2 separate regions of the Mus musculus genome follow, and region 1 is linked to region 2. A link is a contact called in public promoter capture Hi-C data. All regions are on one chromosome and are shown on one strand. The core of a region is the stretch at or near the end of the contact, and the rest is flanking DNA. Distances in the headings are between cores, read along the strand shown. Region 1 overlaps Gm46853 (a long non-coding RNA gene). Region 2 holds the start of Alg2 (asparagine-linked glycosylation 2 (alpha-1,3-mannosyltransferase)).

Region 1 (4,048 bases), core at 686-3,185, 470 kb before region 2:
CATCTATGGTTTTGTTGGCTTCCCTTTGAAGGTTCATAAGGCAAATTTGAATTCTAGTTCTAGTCTCAACATGTTCAATTGTTATTGTTTATGTTGCAAAGTTCTTTATTCAAATGACCCAACTTCATCCACTTTCAGAAGGATTCCATGAGAAATTAGATTTTTATTTTTTTACCCAATCACCTAGTGACCAGATTCAATTCCCATCCATCTAGTTTCTAGGCCAGAAATCTGGACTTTATCCTTTTGTTTTTCTTATAGTGCTACAGCCAAAAGGAATCTCAGCTTTATTCCTTTGTCTTTATTTATATATAGCCTAAGTTCAAGTAATTTTTATCTGTCCTATAATTGCAAGAGCTACTAATGAACTGGTCTCCTGATTTGTATTCTCCTTTCCCTCCTCCCTCTCACTCTCTAGACAGACCAATCTGGCAACTGCGGTGATATCTCTTTCCATATAAAATGGAAAGCTTGTGATAAAACTCGAATCCCGTAAACCTTAATCATTTTTCAGGGCCCAGTTCAGTAGCATCGAGTACATTCATATTGTTAGCCAGTTATTACCACTGTATCAAACTATGACCACATTCAACGGTAATTCCTCTGGCTCTAAAAATTACAATTTGACTCAGTCTTGGAGTTAAAATTTTTTACATATAAGTAAAATCATACAACACTTTTTTTTTTCGTAGTTGGCTTATTTCATTAACACAATGTTCTCAAGGTTTGTCTGTGTTGGAGAATAGACTATATAATTCCCTTCCTTACTAAGACCAAATGGTAGTTGAGTGTGTGTGTGTGTGTGTGTGTGTGTGTGTGTGTGTGCACGCGCGCGTACCCTGTCTTGTCTGTCCATTCACACAGCAGTGCAGCCACAGGACTACTTAAACCATCACTCACAGGTTTACAGAAACATGTTTTCATTGTTCTCTCTATGACAAAACCCTCACTGACCCTATAGCTTTCACCCTATTTATTCTTCTCATTCACTTTCCACTTGATGTTGCCACAGACTTTGTCATGACTGGATCTCTCCCCGAAGGTTCTTCTTTGGTTTATAATGTTTTTTATTTGTATTTTATTTTCCCAGGATAAGTCCAACTTGCAGTTCAGACTCTGTTTCAGATGTCATCTTCCCCAGGGGGCTTTCCCCACCCCACCCCCTGGGTTAGGTATCTCCCTTTTGTGCTTCTAGAACATATATTTCTACCAATATATCTGGAGAGTACCCAGAGGCTGGCATATCTGGACATTCAAAAAAGAGTTTTGTTGTTGAGTGAATGAAGGAATAATGGGATGGAAAGCAGGAACAGCCGTGGACAAGGTGGGTAATGACAGAGTGGATTGTGGGAAAGACTAAATTCAGGTCACAGCAAGTGCGAAGAGGCAATCCTATGCAGTACACTGCCCAGGGACTTCATCTGTGCCCAGGAAGCAGTGGCCTTGCCTGCCCTGCACACACTGCAGAGGACATGAAGTTGTGGACATTTATTTTCTCCTGGTCTCATCTCCTTTGTAGGTGTTTTGGGACTTCCTAGGGCCATCTTAATAATTTTCTAGTCTGTAAAGGATGTCACACCCTTCCTGCCTTCCTTCTTTACCGATTTTCTCTCTTACTCTCCTGCTACTCTCAAGAAATAAATCATGCTTAGGTCACTTCAACTCAAGTGAGACTTTATTCTGTGAAGTGTGTAGTTTGTAAAAGGCTCAATGGGCTATTTTGGATCAAATAACTCTGTTTTCTTTAGCCATTTAAAATGGTCTATTTTCATTTTTTTCAGCCACTGCCTCATGAAAGGACCTAAGAATATCCCCAACTTAGTGTTAGATCCCGTAATTACATTTTCCCATTTTGAAAGCAGTTATGCAGTCCTTACAATAGAGTCAGCCCTGCTAAAAATAAACGCCAGGCAGTTCATATTAACTGTGTAATAATAACAGGCAACAAGGAGGCTCGGTGTCCAAATATGATGAAAACAGGAAGTTCGTTACACAAGCTGTTCTTTCCTGATAGATCTGAATTCTTAAAGCCTTAACTCAAAAATAATCCCTTCAGGTTATAAATAAAATCAGAGAATCGTCTCTTCTTTGTGGCTTAATGGGGATGAAATATCACAGCTAAATAAATGCACGGTTATGGATGGCTTGACGTGCCAGAACAGCCGGGGTTTGGGGGAGGAAGGAGTCTGTGTGGAGACCCTTGTCCTCACCCCTGGCTGCTGGAGGCATCTGCCTCAGGCTTTTTCCTCTGTTCTGAACCCAGGAACAAGTTACCAAGGAGACCTGCTTTCCGAGGACGCGATGGCAGCGAAGCAGAGAGCCTTCAGGTGTGGAGAAGATTTTTATTTTTCTCTGGGGAGAAAAAAAATATCCCTAGAGGAAAAAAAAAAAAAAAACACACAACTCCAAAGGCCATTCAGATAGCATCCTGCCTCCTCTGGGTCACAGTGCGTCCCAAGGTATGTCTGCTCCTCCCCTTAGCGCACGTCTCTTCCTTAGTGAGTGGCATTGGTTGCCAGGATTCACATGAGGTGGGCTTGGAGGTAGATTGTCACCAAGGCAGCCAGAGCAGCCTCCCTTCCTGTATACAAACCCCAGCCCTCCAGGGTGCTATGGCTCAGTGAGGAGGGACTTGGGACTCTGCCATCCACCTCTTCCAAGGGAACTTTTCATTGCCTATTGTCGTGGCTGTAAAAAGTGCTACGCGGCCCAGACAGTCATTCCAGCTTCCCTGCATTTTCTGTCACACAATAGAGATCAGGCTGGAAAGTGTAACCAAGTCTTGCCCACAAGATGGGGTTCAAGCAGGGAAAGGGATAAGAAAAATGTGTGTCGACGGTGGAGAGCAGACCTGACCCAGCGAATCTGGTTTCTTCTCCTAGGAGTGGATCAGCTGAGTCAGACTTTCCCGGAGGCAGAACAGCGTGGTTAAAAGACTGCAGCCATCAGTGATTCCAGCTTACTGCTTGCGTGGGGGTGGCGTACCTCTTCTTCCGGAGTGTGAACTTTTCTTTCACTACCCTGGTCCAGAAGCACATTCATGGAAGGGTATGTTCACTGTTTTCAGAGTAAAGACCCTCATCGAAAGGGTCACATCGTCAAGTCTCACCTTCAGAAACAGCCTCAAAATTCGGGCTTTTGATATTCTTTCCAAATGGGCTTAGATATACACTGGCTCTGATTGAAAACAAAACCAAGTCACACTTGACTCGAAACTTGTGCCCCTTGACAGGGTGACTGTATTGGGTGCTGTGAATTTTGTAATTTATACACTTGTGTATATCCATGCTTCTGTCATTATGTAACAATGTATCTATTCATATTAACTATTTAGGATCTATCCTAGATTTTGTAATGCAGTTTGGACATTTCTTCATTTCCTAAAATACTGATGTTCTCAGAACCTGGACCCGATCTGACCTATCTGTGACCCCAAGCCTGACCTTCTCTACCACTGAGCATCCCCAGGGACAGAAGCCAGGACTATGGAGATGTTCCCTCTCAGTGGACGGGTGCATATCCTTAAACTTATTCGTGCTGCGAACTCTCCCAGGCAGCTTGTTAGAATCTCTGCCCAGACCTAGTCTCTTGGCTCAGGGAGTCTGGGACTATTCTTTGGAAAATACTGCAACAGATTGTAGAGGGAATTGTTGGGAGAAGTCAAAGAGGGAGAGAGGCCTCCTTTGGGAAACAATACTGATTCTCTCTGGGAGTGGTGAGGATTCTGTCTGCCATGGGGAAATTTCACCTACTAAGATCAATAAAGAACAAAGGGACCTGGTGTGAGAGAGAAGGCAGGTGGCAGGGGATATCATTTCCCCAGGACACTGGGGACACATTTGAAGAAGCAGTCTGTGAGGGTGAGCAGCTATATCAGGGGGCTGTAGGAGAGAGGTGGCCTTTGGGGACCTCACTGTGGGAAATCATGAAGCCTCAGGGTAGAGCTACATACTAGGAAGTGGAAGATCTGTGGAGCCTGGTGTAGGAAGCAGCCCACACTTACCCACCATCTTTTGTAACAACAAACAGTAGTATTCAGCTGCAGTTG
Region 2 (4,561 bases), core at 272-2,771:
AAACTTACAGAGAACCTAAGTGGAAGAGCAACTGGAGGGTGAATAGTGGTGTAAATTCAAAGCAGAAGAAGTTGAGGGCTAAACTGGGGGGACAGAAATGGAGGAAAAAAAGTAGTGAGGTCTTCCTATGAAATATGGCATATGACTGTACAGAGAAGACACACCAAATTAAAAAAGATAAATAACTGGAGTTTCTAGATTTCTATAAATAAGCAGTGACATTTAAAAATAAGGAGACCCTGAAGCTGGAAAAGTGGCTGAGAGGTTAAGAATACCTGTTGCTCCTGCAGAGAACCCCAAATCGGTCCCCAGTACTCATATGGTAGCTCACAATCATTCATAACTGCAGTTTCAGGTGACCTCCAAGGACACCAGGCAAGAAAGAGATGCGCGCGCGCACACACACACATACATACACACACACACACACACACACAGGTGCGTGCAATACACACACATACACAAAATAGACTTAAAAAGAAAGACACACACACAGCTGGGATGGGGAACCAGGGTGACAGACTGTGTAAGACACATTTTGTTAAACTGAGTGTGTATGGGACCTCCATATGGAAGACTGAAAGGTAAAGCCTCAGACACACCAGCTTTATGCCAACGCTTTTCCTAAAGTTATTCCTGATCCTAGTCTAATTTACCTTTAACTAAAGTGGTGCGTGCAGCTGATCAAGGAGAGGAAAACCATGCCTCCCTCCTAAAGGGCCTTTAACTAACTAGATGGCCACGTCAGCTCGGGCTCACTCGGCCCCTATTAATCTTTCCATCCTGGAACTCCTCCTTCCAGCAATGCAATGCAACCCTGGGTACCTAGCCTCCTCCAGCCATAACCGGGCGTCCCCCGCAAGCCCCCAGCCACTTACCTCTGCCGAACAGTGGATCCCGCAGCCCGTGCGGCCACCGCTTTGCTGGGAGAGCGGCCAGAGGAGCCCACGTTGGTGCCACTGGGCGTTGGACCCGGCTGCAGAGGGAAGCAGACAAACAGTGAACATCGCGGGTCAAATCCTCTTCACACCCCCGACCCCACACCCACCCGAGAAGCTGGGAAGAGCAATGAGGTCCCAGAAAGGAAGACCAAGATAGGGGCTAGTGCACCCCATGGAAGCGGGGACCGCGCACCATGCTGATGCCTAAGAACGGTGGGCACAGGAGGCAGGAAGAGGGAAGTCGTGAAGTTGCCGAGCACTCAGAACTCTCGTAGATACAGGCTCTGGCACCGCCCCCCGGCCGGCTGGCAGGGCCTTCGCAGACTCTTGGATGACTGGGCTGTCCTGAGATATGCCTGTAAAGATTACGCCGACAACAACTGGGCCGTGTGAAAGTACAGCCCTTTCGCTTCTTTTATGTAATTTATTTAGCGTGCTTAATATGGTCAAACATCACCAAATTGCAAGCTTTGGACAGGTCCACATGAGAAATTGAGTCAGGCATTTTCTTAGCGCCCACAAGCTTATCGCTGATGTGGCCTAAACTAACGCAGGCGTAGTTGCGCTGGCTCGGCTTTCAGTAGCCAGAGGGGGCCAGGGGCGGAGCTTGCAGGAGCTTGCAGAAGCTCGCGCGGAGAGCGCAAGCGCGGCTCATCTACCATGGCCGAAAACCTGTACCGAGCCCGTTCCCGGGTTTACAGCCCATCTGTGCTGTTTCTGCACCCAGACATGGGTATAGGCGGAGCCGAGCGCCTAGTGCTGGACGCGGCGCTGGCGCTGCAGGAGTACGGCTGTGATGTGAAGATATGGACCGCGCACTACGACCCGAACCACTGCTTCATCGAGACCCGCGAGCTCTCGGTGCAATGCGCAGGGGACTGGCTGCCTCGCAGCCTGGGCTGGGGCGGCCGCGGCGCCGCCATCTGCTCCTACGTGCGCATGGTCTTTCTGGCGCTCTACGTGCTGTTTCTCTCCGGCGAGGAGTTCGACGTGGTGGTGTGCGACCAGGTGAGGCCGCCACCAATTCTTGGCTGGGGGGGGGGGGGGGGGGCGGCGCCGAGAGGGGGGGAGGGACCGCTGTTCTAGGTTTTTAGGAACTGTCCAGCAGGAGTCCCCAGGGAGAGAACGGCCACCAATTTTAGTATGGATAGACCCTTTAAAATGGCAGATCTCAGGGACATCTCTCCCCCGCCCCCTTCCTTTCGTTGAAGATCCTTGAGGTAGGGCTTATGTGTCTGCATTTTAAATGTTTAGCCTTGGGACTAAAATGATTGGATCCAGGTGGTTGCTGGCATTAAAAGACGACTTCCGGCCACACCTTGTATGTGACTCAATTTACTCTTCTTTCTTCTCCGTTATTCCTTTGTCTCTGCTTTCAGGTCCCATCCATCCCACCCTTCCAGTCTTTCTAATACTGCCATTCCAGTACTTAGCAGTGCCACGGATTAAAGTCAAGCTAAACATATCGTTTCCCCATTAGGGTCCCCATTGGTCTTTGGAGAAAAATCCAGTTATTTTGTCTATACAAGTGTCTGAGCTTGCATATCAAAACCAGAGGTCAGCTAATATTCACCTGAACATTGGAGTCAGGCTCTCTCACTGAACCTGGAACTGAAAGATTGAGCTAGACTTTTGGACAGGTGTGCACTGCCATACCCAACATTCCTGGAGCCAACCCTCAGTCCTCAGTGTTTTTTTTTTTTTAATTAAGAAGTAACATTTACTCAGGAGTAAAAGTTCAAATAGGAAGTATAATGTAAAAATTCCCTGTCCCCATCCTTGAGAGGGCGAGCCATTGTCAACAGTGTCTTCTGCATCCTTCCAGAAGTGATGTGTGGCCCTGGTAGTATATGTGTCTGTTTCCTGCTACATCTTATATGTACACAGCTGGGATCCAGTTTACCTGCTGTTGGACTTTTTGCTTTTGTTCTGCAAAAATTTGAAACATCTTGCTTATTGATATTCAAGATCCACATCAGTCTCTTCAGTGACTGGAAAGTCCCCTGTCCTGTAAATATTTCAGTCTTCCCTAAAAGACACTAACATTGCTGTGTGTGTGTGTGTGTGTGTGTGTGTGTGTGATCCTAGGTGTGACACTAGATATGACATCCTAATACTGCATTTATTTCACTTCTTACAGTCCTCTGAGGAATCTCCTGATAGTCATGGTCATTGTAAATGTCAGTAACAGTTTCCAGCCTTTACTTACAATGATGTCACCTTATTCTTCCAAGGTCTATACTTGGCTACCCAGTGCTCTTATCTAAGCTGACATGTGGAAATAGCCACAGTTGCTCCAGGGAATCTTTAATTATGATCCTGAGTTGCACTGAACCACCCTGAGGAAGCCGTATGTTCATGGTTAATGCAGACATTTACCCAGGTCCTATGGATTCAGTAATACCAGGCAGCTAGTCAACCAGGAAAAGGCTTATGGCCAAGGAGGTTAAGGCGACCAGTCACTTATCTACTGTTTTACCTTGGTTAGGTGTCTGCCTGTATCCCGGTGTTCAAACTGGCCAGACGGCGTAAGAGGGTCCTATTTTACTGTCACTTCCCAGATCTGCTGCTTACTCAGAGAAATTCAGCTCTGAAGAAGTTCTACAGGGCCCCCATCGACTGGATCGAGGAATACACCACAGGCATGGCAGACCGCATCTTGGTCAACAGCCAGTACACTGCTTCCGTCTTTAAAGAAACCTTCAAGACCCTGTCTCACAGAAATCCTGATGTGCTCTACCCATCTCTGAATATCGGCAGCTTTGACTTGGCTATTCCTGAAAAGATAGATGACCTCGTCCCCAAGGGGAAGCAATTCCTGTTCCTCTCTATCAACCGATACGAAAGGAAGAAAAATCTGCCCTTGGCACTGAGATCCTTGGTGCAGCTTCGGAATCGGTTACCATCTCAAGAGTGGGATAAGGTTCATCTCTTCATGGCCGGTGGTTATGACGATAGGATCCCGGAGAACGTGGAGCACTATAAGGAGTTGAAGAAAATGGTCCAAGAGTCAGACCTTGAGCGTCATGTGACCTTCCTGCGGTCCTTCTCGGACAGACAGAAGATCTCACTCCTCCACGGCTGCTTGTGTGTGCTCTACACTCCGAGCAACGAGCACTTTGGCATCGTCCCTCTGGAGGCCATGTACATGCAGTGCCCAGTCATCGCTGTTAATAACGGTGGGCCCCTGGAGTCCATTGTCCACAAGGTCACGGGGTTCCTGTGTGAGCCAGACCCAGTGCACTTCTCAGAAGCCATGGAGAAGTTCATCCACAAACCATCCTTAAAAGCCACGATGGGCCTCGCTGGAAAAGCCAGGGTGGCGGAGAAGTTTTCAGCTGATGCATTTGCAGACCAGCTGTACCAGTATGTCACGAAGCTGGTGTAGTCAGGAGAGTACAGTGTAGAGTCTGTATGCTACATGCACTGCGATCCCTCTTATGGGTTGTAGAAACGCCTTTGAAACCAAAAGAAAGGGGGAAACAAAGGAGCTAGAATCTAGTGCTAGTGAGATTTTCTTTTTTAAGTAGACTTGAGTCTTGAATGTGAGCCACCTGTCCACCACACCTACCTGTCATTTCTGAAATATTCTTAATGCTGTAATCATTCCGTATCTCGTG

Evidence for each region. Promoter capture Hi-C pulls out the DNA fragments that hold promoters and counts their contacts.
Region 1: a promoter capture Hi-C map of hippocampal neurons shows a contact between it and region 2, with 2.4 times the contacts expected there. The contact joins the enhancer-like site here to the promoter of Alg2 in region 2. A contact is called at or near these places in 6 of 39 promoter capture datasets (the C10 cell line, cranial neural crest, frontonasal cranial neural crest and 2 more), 10 of 115 datasets of contacts at active chromatin or transcription factors (acute myeloid leukemia, astrocytes, bone marrow-derived macrophages and 6 more) and 1 of 9 other capture datasets (adipose tissue).

Annotation. Positions count from the first base shown.
Region 1 is chr4:47,946,933-47,950,980 of GRCm38.p6, reverse strand. It overlaps Gm46853 (a long non-coding RNA gene), which reads left to right. Exons shown (of 3, transcript XR_001784289.2): 1 at 1-1,324; 2 at 2,264-2,459; 3 at 2,883-4,048. Among named protein-coding and RNA genes, the nearest start is that of Gm46853, 5.0 kb to the left of the region's middle. Within about 2 kb of position 1,935, at least 58 of the 459 cell types and tissues checked have an H3K27ac peak or open chromatin away from gene starts, as enhancers often do. A contact at or near this core is called in acute myeloid leukemia, adipose tissue, hippocampal neurons and 1 more, where this site is marked.
Region 2 is chr4:47,471,327-47,475,887 of GRCm38.p6, reverse strand. Alg2 (asparagine-linked glycosylation 2 (alpha-1,3-mannosyltransferase)) reads left to right here and starts at 1,521. Exons shown (of 2, transcript NM_019998.3): 1 at 1,521-1,949; 2 at 3,430-4,561. The coding sequence starts at 1,602. The coding sequence ends at 4,329. It overlaps Sec61b (Sec61 beta subunit), which reads right to left and starts at 1,227. Exons shown (of 4, transcript NM_024171.2): 1 at 1,135-1,227; 2 at 879-976. The coding sequence starts at 1,137.